3 separate regions of the Zea mays genome follow, and regions 2 and 3 are each linked to region 1. Evidence: chromatin contacts called from public Hi-C data. All regions are on one chromosome and are shown on one strand. The core of a region is the stretch at or near the end of the contact, and the rest is flanking DNA. Distances in the headings are between cores, read along the strand shown.

Region 1 (2,650 bases), core at 89-2,588:
GATACTAACAAAAATCTCAACGCCCTCTCTCTCAAAAAAAAAAAACACCGCATCAATTCAAGACAGCAGTAAGACGTTCTTGCTGCTACATTTCAGGTCTTGAGAAGGCACATAGCTAAAAGATAGATTGGGACCAAACAGGCCACCAACCTACTCACCAAGCACAAGCCAAAATCAAATATAAGAAACTTTTGGACCCTTGCATAAGAACAAAAAAAGATAAAACATAGAGGAATTATCATTGCCGAGATCCCAGTGAGAACTCTTTCCCTGAGATAGCTCCACGGCTCTCAAAAGAAGAATTTCCTTAAAACTTAAAAGACATCTCAAAGTCTCATACGAATTAAAATCTTGAATACAAATATATAAAAGACCAGGCCGATTGACTATCAATGGCATTTACGAAAAAAATAGAAAGTACATAATAGAGTAACGTTGGACTGTTCCGAGCAACATTAGCAAAACATTGAACCTGTATTTTCTAAAGACAACATCAACGACCAAAAGTAAACTTAAAGAACAAGTGATGTAATAAGCAACAAACATTCAATTGATAAGTCCAACCAACCAAAAACCAAACAAACTTTCATAAACCAGACACAACTGCAGTGGTAGTTACAATAAAAATTCACGAGGACTACTGTGATTCCGGAAACGAAAACAAAACAAAAATGAAGGAGGAGAAAGCACCTCTTGTATACGTCACCAAATGTGCCGCCCCATAGCCGCTTGCGGAAGAGCCCCTCGGCGCAGTGGTGCCCCTCCCATAACTCCAGGCCCCCGGTGACGATGCCCGGGACGAAGACGACGGGGTGCTTAACTCGCAGCCCCTCCTTCTGCAGCTTGACCCCGGGCGGGTCCGGGAGCGGCCCCGTGATGGCCTCGGTGACATACTGCGGGAACGAGGCCGGCATCGCGTTGTATAGAAAGAGCAGCAGCCACCAGGCGGAGCACACGCACCCGACCAGCCAGCAGCAGCTGTCCACGCACGACCACTTGGCCTTGGTCCGCTTCGTGGGCTCCTTGGACGGCGACCCGGAGGATGAGGACGGCTTCTTCCCCTTGTCGTTGTCGTCGTGGTCGGACTCGTCACCGTCAGAGGGCGGCAGCGGCTTTCGCCGCCGCAAGAATGACATGGCGCGCGGCGGCGGTGGGTCCGACGGCGGCTAACTGCGCGGGCACACCTGCATCCCGGGCCGCTGCTGCGGCGGCGGCGGCGTCCGGTAGAAAACCCTAGGCGTCGGAGGAAGCGAGGCGGGCAGGTCGAGGGGCCGTCGACCGGTCGACCCGTCGTGGCTTGGCTCCGGCTTCGTGGGGTTCGCGCTTGTGAGGTCGCGCGAGAGGGAGAGAAGAGGCTGGGGGACACCGCCGCGCCACAGGTCCACAACGATCGCTCCCATGCGCCCGGTGCACGTAGGCGGGTACAACGCTCGACTGAATCGTGAAGCCAGATATGTGCGGCTGATCTGTGGGGCAGTGGGATCGGCAGCGGTAGGTGCAGGAGGACTCCGTTCATGGAATGCGGTGAGACGAGGTGGGGGCTGAGAGGTGGCTGGCTCAACTGACGGCAGGGAAGGATGGGTTCAACGCTTCGTGGGGCCAGACTGGCAGAGGTAGACCATGTCGGTTACCACCATTATATGGTTCGGTTATTTCTATTGTGAGACTTGTTCGTTTAGCTCTCAATGAATTGAGTTAGATTGGATGGATTTAAATAACAAGTAAGTTAAGAATCTATTTGGTTAGGCTGTGGCTGTGAAAAAAGTTATTATGAGCTGTGGAAAAAGCTGGTGTAGGCTATGAGCTGTTAAAAAGTTAAAAACAGTTTGGTGGAAACCACTAAAAGTCGTTAAAAGTTCTTCGATATATGTTTTCACAGTTCCATCCAAAAGCCACTAAAAGCAGGTCCAAGGGTGCTTTCAGTTTTACACTGCAAGTCGGCTTTTAGAAAAAGCTGCTTCCTGGATCCAGCCCTTTAATTGGTTTTTGGTTTTTAGGGGGCAAAAGCCAAACTAAACACACCCTAAATTTCTTTATAATTTTTTTAATACTATCCAATCTATAAATAACGGGATTAACCAAATAAAGTCTCATATAGATTGGATGAGTTAGAAAAGTTTATAAAAGATTTTTAATTTGTTTGGTATTTAAATCCATTTAATTCAGAGTAAAATGAATAAGCCCTAATGTGATTTGATCAGCGGTAAGCCTACAGCTGAAACGTTTTTTTTTCTTTTATCTCTCTCACCCGCTATTGAATGGGAACATTTTTTTTCTCGACGCAGGAGAACGGCACCCCATATATTAAGAAGAATTGAACGCGAACATATCCAATACAATTTTATACTACCACTATATTTTTATATTTAATGCTAAATGGTACAAAAATAAACTATAAAACGTTAAATAAAAAATAGAGGAAGTATTTTTTGGAATTAGTACGATTAAGCATTTTACATTATTAATTATAAATCATGCGGTGACAACATTTTATAAACAATCTCTTATTTATGTTTCGACGTAAATATCACATGCTTACATTATTTTAAGACATTATAAAATAGACTAGTATAATGATCGCGAATTATGACGGCACATAGAGATGAAAACGGTCGGAAACGGTCGGTAAACACTAAAACCATTATCGTTT
Region 2 (2,650 bases), core at 39-2,538, 82 kb before region 1:
ATAATGAACTTAAATAATCAGCTTGTACAATAGTAAGAAATAACTAGGCACAAATAATATCAATGCTGAAAATAACAACACACTAAAACCCAGACTGTCACGTCGTCTCACTACACCGCTATCATCATCGAGCACATAATCCGCCCACAAATTGTGCAATCACACCCAAGTAAATAATACTAGCAGATAGCACAAAATTATTCAATAAATAAATAGAGGCAACGGGTAACTCACAGCACGTAGATTGTCTACGTGGGAAGACCAGCTCAGCGAACACGAGGTTCTGTCCCAGAAAACCAATTCCGCCGCCCACGTCCGGACCTGCACGGCGGGAGGTTGACGGAGATACTGGAGCCGCTGCCGGAGCCGAGGGAGACGTCCTCGGCACCAGCCCGAGAAGAGGAACACCGCGCAGCAGGGAGCCCAAGCACCAGGCCACGGTGGACAACAATCAGAGCCGACAGAGCACTCTACCCTGGAGCACTGGTAATGCAACTGAGCGCACACAGACCAAGCTGCACGAGCGCAGGGATCACCTCTACCCTCTTCCAATCACCACCAGCGAGAATCACAACAGAAGATCGAACAAATCGATCGAGATTCGATTGGAGCAGTGAACTGGGAGAGAAGGCTGATACGAGCGTATGCTGAGAGAGATGATTTACGGCCAGGGGATCGAACTCCCATTTAAGGAGCTGAGAGGGGAGAAGGCAAACGGATTTCACCGAGATTCCGGACGAACGAGCCGCGCGGATCGTAATCCATTGAACGCCGCCGCCACCCCGAAGCTCGGCCTTCTCCGAATCGCCTCTGCCCGTCCCTTGCGCACGCTCGATGCTCTACTCCTTCTGCCAGCCTGCTCTCAGCCGTTCGATACATGCGCATGCACGCGATGGGGATCGGCCAGCCGGCTGGGCTGCTCGGCAGCGGCCTGCCAGCGGCCCAGCTCTGCTGGCCTTTTTTCATTTTTTTTAATTTCCCAATATGAAAATAAAAGGGAAAATCTCTCATAAATGAACAGCACGGTAGACGGGCGGGCAACCGGGCCATGCCCGCGACACGCTCGGTGGTTGCGGTCGGGCCTGGCGTAGCTCAGAAAGACGCGGACGTCGGAGCCAAAAACGGAGGCAGTCAGCCTCAGCCAGCAGAGGCCTGGCCAGAGAGCACGCCCCGAGTGCCTTTCCTCCGCGGCGCGAGCGATTTGCGGTTCGCTCCATCAGCGGTCGCGGCCTCGCCGGACGCACGTACACGTACCAGAACCTAGACCCGCCCACGCAGAGTGGGCGCGCACTGTACGTTGCTGCAGGTGCTCGGCGGGCAGCCGCTTCCCTTGAATGCCGCCCGCCCCGCGGTGCTGGGATGGGACCGGCTGAACGGAAGCGGATCGGGGGCCGGGGGGTGGCCTGGTCTGCTGGGTAGCGCGCCGCTTTCACGTCACATGCTTGCGATCGCGCGGCGCAGGAGGTTGGGGGAACGTGGTCGCCACGAGCCTCGCGCCTTCGGCGGTTTTGGCCTCTCTCATAGTGGACCTACCACCCTTTTCCTTCAAGCTTTCTGTGTTAATTTTGATTTTCTCTTGTCCCTATTCTAATGCTACTCCACTGTGCATTGGTGTATCTGAATGTTTTTATTGGACATATCTAAACCATTTCGACGAGTGTTAGACAATATTTCTTTTAATTAGTCTAAACCCTATCTTATCAAGTTATCATTGTCCCATACTCGTCCCTTCACCCGTCTTACTCCTCAATAGATCGGTACACTAGGAACAAGGCATTATGAAAACTAGTTATATGCTACTGAACTTAACAAATATAGTACGCCTTTCCATATCAAAGTAGAGAACTTATTCTTGAGGGAGATGGTTGCATTGATGATCCCTTAATCTAGAATAGTGTTGCATTAAATCCATACTAGTTATGTGTTTTTTTGAACATCTTGGATGGAACCCCTTTAACAAGTGGATTCACAAGCATTTGCTCTGTGTTTATATGCTCAAGTTTAATTGTTTGATAATGGTCTCTCTTTTACAACATAGTAATTGATGTAAATATGTTTGGTAGTAATACTTGAATTGTTGTTATAGGAGTAACATACATCTAGTTCATTAACGCAATATAGCTTTAGTGGTTTTGTTGTGTTGTCTACCATTTTAAAACTGGGTATAAATTTCTTTATCCATATAGCCTATCATGTTGCCTCATAACATGCAACAAATTTAGCATACATTATTGACGATGTTGTGATAGTTTCTTTTGAGCTTTCTATCCTCCCACAAGTACGAATATGTAATATGGTATAGACTTTCTAGCTTCTTTACATCCCACATAATCCAAGTCTGAGTATCCTATAAACTCAAGGCTACTTGATTTTCTATATGTCATCATGAGGCCTTTTGTACTTTATAAACATCACAAGACTTTTTAGGCCTTGTTCGTTTGTGTCGGATTGGTGGGTTGGAACGATTCCTAACCGGATTGCTTCTCTAATTTATAGAAACTTTAATTAGTTGGAATGATTCCGGGTGCAATCCGACGCAAACAAACAAGGCCTTAGTGGTTTTCTAGTATTCTATTCTCTTATATTCTTCTAAAATCTACTAAGCATCCCATTTATGAATGCCATGTTAGGGCAAGTACATATTTAAGCA
Region 3 (2,650 bases), core at 83-2,582, 79 kb after region 1:
CAAATTTATAAAAAAGATAGATCAAAATATAGAGTGGTTGCTAAAGTCAGGCATCAATAAAAACTGAATGCGCTCCATATAAATTATGGTACTTCGTAGCAATTACTAATGTTTAAAACCAACAAATAACCTTTCCTTTTTACTGTTAGCATGACAAATCATTCTTGTTCCATCCAATTCAACAACCTCAAACACTATGGAGTCCATTGCGCCAATGTGGTCTCAGAAACGACCTAATGCATCAAAGAGCCAAGAACACAAGGAACGAGCATCCTGTGATAGTGCCTGCATGGATCTCCAAATTCTAACATATATTGTCCAATATCTCAGACTTAGACTCCTCATCGCCAAGATAACCTAAGCGTGGCAGGCGCCATTGTGTCCTCCTCGGTGTCACGCACGAAGAAAGGCCACGAGCAAGACCGACTCGCACCACCGACTCGCACCGTACTCGCGTCGACGAGCGTCGGTCGGCTCATAGCTACATTCGTGAGCGAGGGCAGTAGGTTGGGGAGGAAGAACATGGCGAAGGCCGAGAAGACGAACGAGGCGTCTGACGACGACAAAAATGATGGTGCGCGCATGCTGTGAAACACCCTTGTAGACGTGCAATAGCCACTGCGCGGGTCGGTGTCGGGGCTTGTGTCAGACGAATACGGGGAGAAGGTGCCTACTTCCACGCCCTCCTAACAAGAATGGGGTGGCACGGAGGCGAAGGAATTAGGGGGAGAGAAAAGAAGCAGGATGGAGAACAAGGTGGAGGTAACTGAGGCGAGGACCATCATTATTGTGTGGAAGTATAGATGGCCAAATCGACCGTGTCTAGCGGTCCGGTCCGTGGCACAGCTCATTTAATAGTGCCTAGGCCAGTCCGGCACGAGCGACGTGTCGTGCTTGGGTTGTAGCCTCGGTCCATAGTGCTGGCCCTGCCCAACACGATTATATTTTTTATTTTACAAAAAACGTATATACATGTGTACAATTTATATTCTATATTAAAGACACTTGAGTATGATGTTCTATTGGTTAGATGGCGTCCTCTAGTGGATCTGTGCCGGGCTGCCGTTTATGCTTTAATTTGAAATAGATGTGAGAGATTATTTGTAAAAAGATGACTGTTGAAGCTGGTGCTTTAATATAGTAGAGACACGCCACGTCAACATGACTGGAAGATGCATTCTTGTTTGCGTAGGCACAAGTCGGAACAAATAAGTTGAATATTTGACCATCAATCCATCTGAACGACGAGGCCCGCTTATTGGTGCCTTACGAATTCGACAATCGACGCAAGTAGCCCATTTCCGGTCCAGTCTAGACCATGGTCGTCTCTGTAATAAAGTTCAAAAAGGAGAAGAAAAAACATTCAAAGTCGACAAGGCACCGAAATGGGCCAGGATAATGGGCTAGAACCTCGACCGGCCTCGTACTACCTCTATTCATTTTTTTTGAAAAAATAAATCTCGTTTTACTAGGTTTCCAGTTAAATATATTATAAATATATATTAAATAATAAATCTAATTATATTCATTCTACTTGCTCGTTCTTTGTTATTTGTCGTGATTTAGTTCAAAAATGAATTAGCGAACGACAAATATTCGAAAAGGGAAATATATCATAAGCATCAATCTCTTCTCTTGTAAACATGATGGCATGAGCCATGAGCATAGGGGGATACCATCTTTGGCTGCGGAGGAGGATGCGTAGGCGGGAAAAAAAGGTAGGGGCCCTGCTCCCGCCTTGTCATCTTCTTCCTGTTCATCGCCGACCCGTATCGACGCGTCCGTGGTCCATGGGCCTCCCCCTCACGGTCGCGCTGGATAGGTTGGTCTTCCGGGGTGGTGTCTTCGGACTCGGCCCAGTGCGAAGGGCGGAAGGCGTCGACACGTGGAGTAGGGTTTTCTTCAGGTAAGGAGTTAGGGTTTCCGCCCGATATCATCGGTGCTCATTCTTTTCCACATTTCGCGTCGTTTCTCTCTCGCCTCTGGTCTCTTCCGAGCGCGTCGCGTTCCAGCTTTAGTGGTGGTTGGTTTTCTTCTCCGTTTCGTCCGCCTATGGTTGACGAGGAGTGGCCCTGTAATACCCACTTGGTAAGAAAGATCTAAAAGAGGAATTATATCACCCTATCTCTATATGTACTACCAATGTGTATCATTTCATGTGGACACATTACTTACACAAATAAATAAGTAACAAAAGACACTCAATTAAATCATGCATCATGTTGGATTTCATGTTGTGTGCATTTTGTGACAACAATGTAAAAAAAAATATGTTAATACCCAAATTAGAATTTAAATCCTAAAGGAAAATTCTAGAATTGAAACAAGAGAAGAAAATGCTTACATATAAGAACAAACAAATGTAAAATAATCCAACCAGGTTCCTATTGGTATTTGAAATTATACAGTGGATTTAAGTATGAACTTCACATTTATAAATTCAAATTTGGGATTTAATTTCGAATTTAAAAGAGAAAAGAAAAGGGAAAAGTAAAAATATAAAAGAGAAAATGAATAGAACCCCTAACTGGGCCTCAGCACCCCATTTCGGCCCACCAAGAAATATTACCGTGCAGCCCACTCCACTTCCGCTGCGCTGTTACTGTCGCTGACATGGCGGGCCCCGATTGTCAGCCTCGTCTCCACACTG

Evidence for each region. Hi-C and Micro-C count contacts between places; a contact is called where the count stands out from the background.
Region 2: a contact with region 1 is called in a Hi-C map of leaf, with 5 times the contacts expected there. The contact joins the enhancer-like site here to the promoter of LOC100191489 in region 1. A contact is called at or near these places in 9 of 25 Hi-C or Micro-C datasets (bundle sheath, ear, leaf and 1 more).
Region 3: a Hi-C map of tassel shows a contact between it and region 1, with 2.3 times the contacts expected there. The contact joins the enhancer-like site here to the promoter of LOC100191489 in region 1. A contact is called at or near these places in 5 of 25 Hi-C or Micro-C datasets (ear, leaf, tassel and 1 more).

What each region holds. Positions count from the first base shown.
Region 1 is chr7:127,854,614-127,857,263 of Zm-B73-REFERENCE-NAM-5.0, forward strand. LOC100191489 reads right to left here and starts at 1,339. Exons shown (of 6, transcript NM_001136921.1): 1 at 691-1,339. The coding sequence starts at 1,136.
Region 2 is chr7:127,773,138-127,775,787 of Zm-B73-REFERENCE-NAM-5.0, forward strand. No RefSeq gene overlaps it. Among protein-coding and RNA genes, the nearest start is that of LOC111589811, 20 kb to the left of the region's middle. Within about 2 kb of position 1,289, at least 17 of the 20 cell types and tissues checked have an H3K27ac peak or open chromatin away from gene starts, as enhancers often do. A contact at or near this core is called in bundle sheath, ear, leaf and 1 more, where this site is marked.
Region 3 is chr7:127,933,734-127,936,383 of Zm-B73-REFERENCE-NAM-5.0, forward strand. No RefSeq gene overlaps it. Among protein-coding and RNA genes, the nearest start is that of LOC103632828, 8.8 kb to the right of the region's middle. Within about 2 kb of position 1,333, at least 14 of the 20 cell types and tissues checked have an H3K27ac peak or open chromatin away from gene starts, as enhancers often do. A contact at or near this core is called in ear, leaf and tassel, where this site is marked.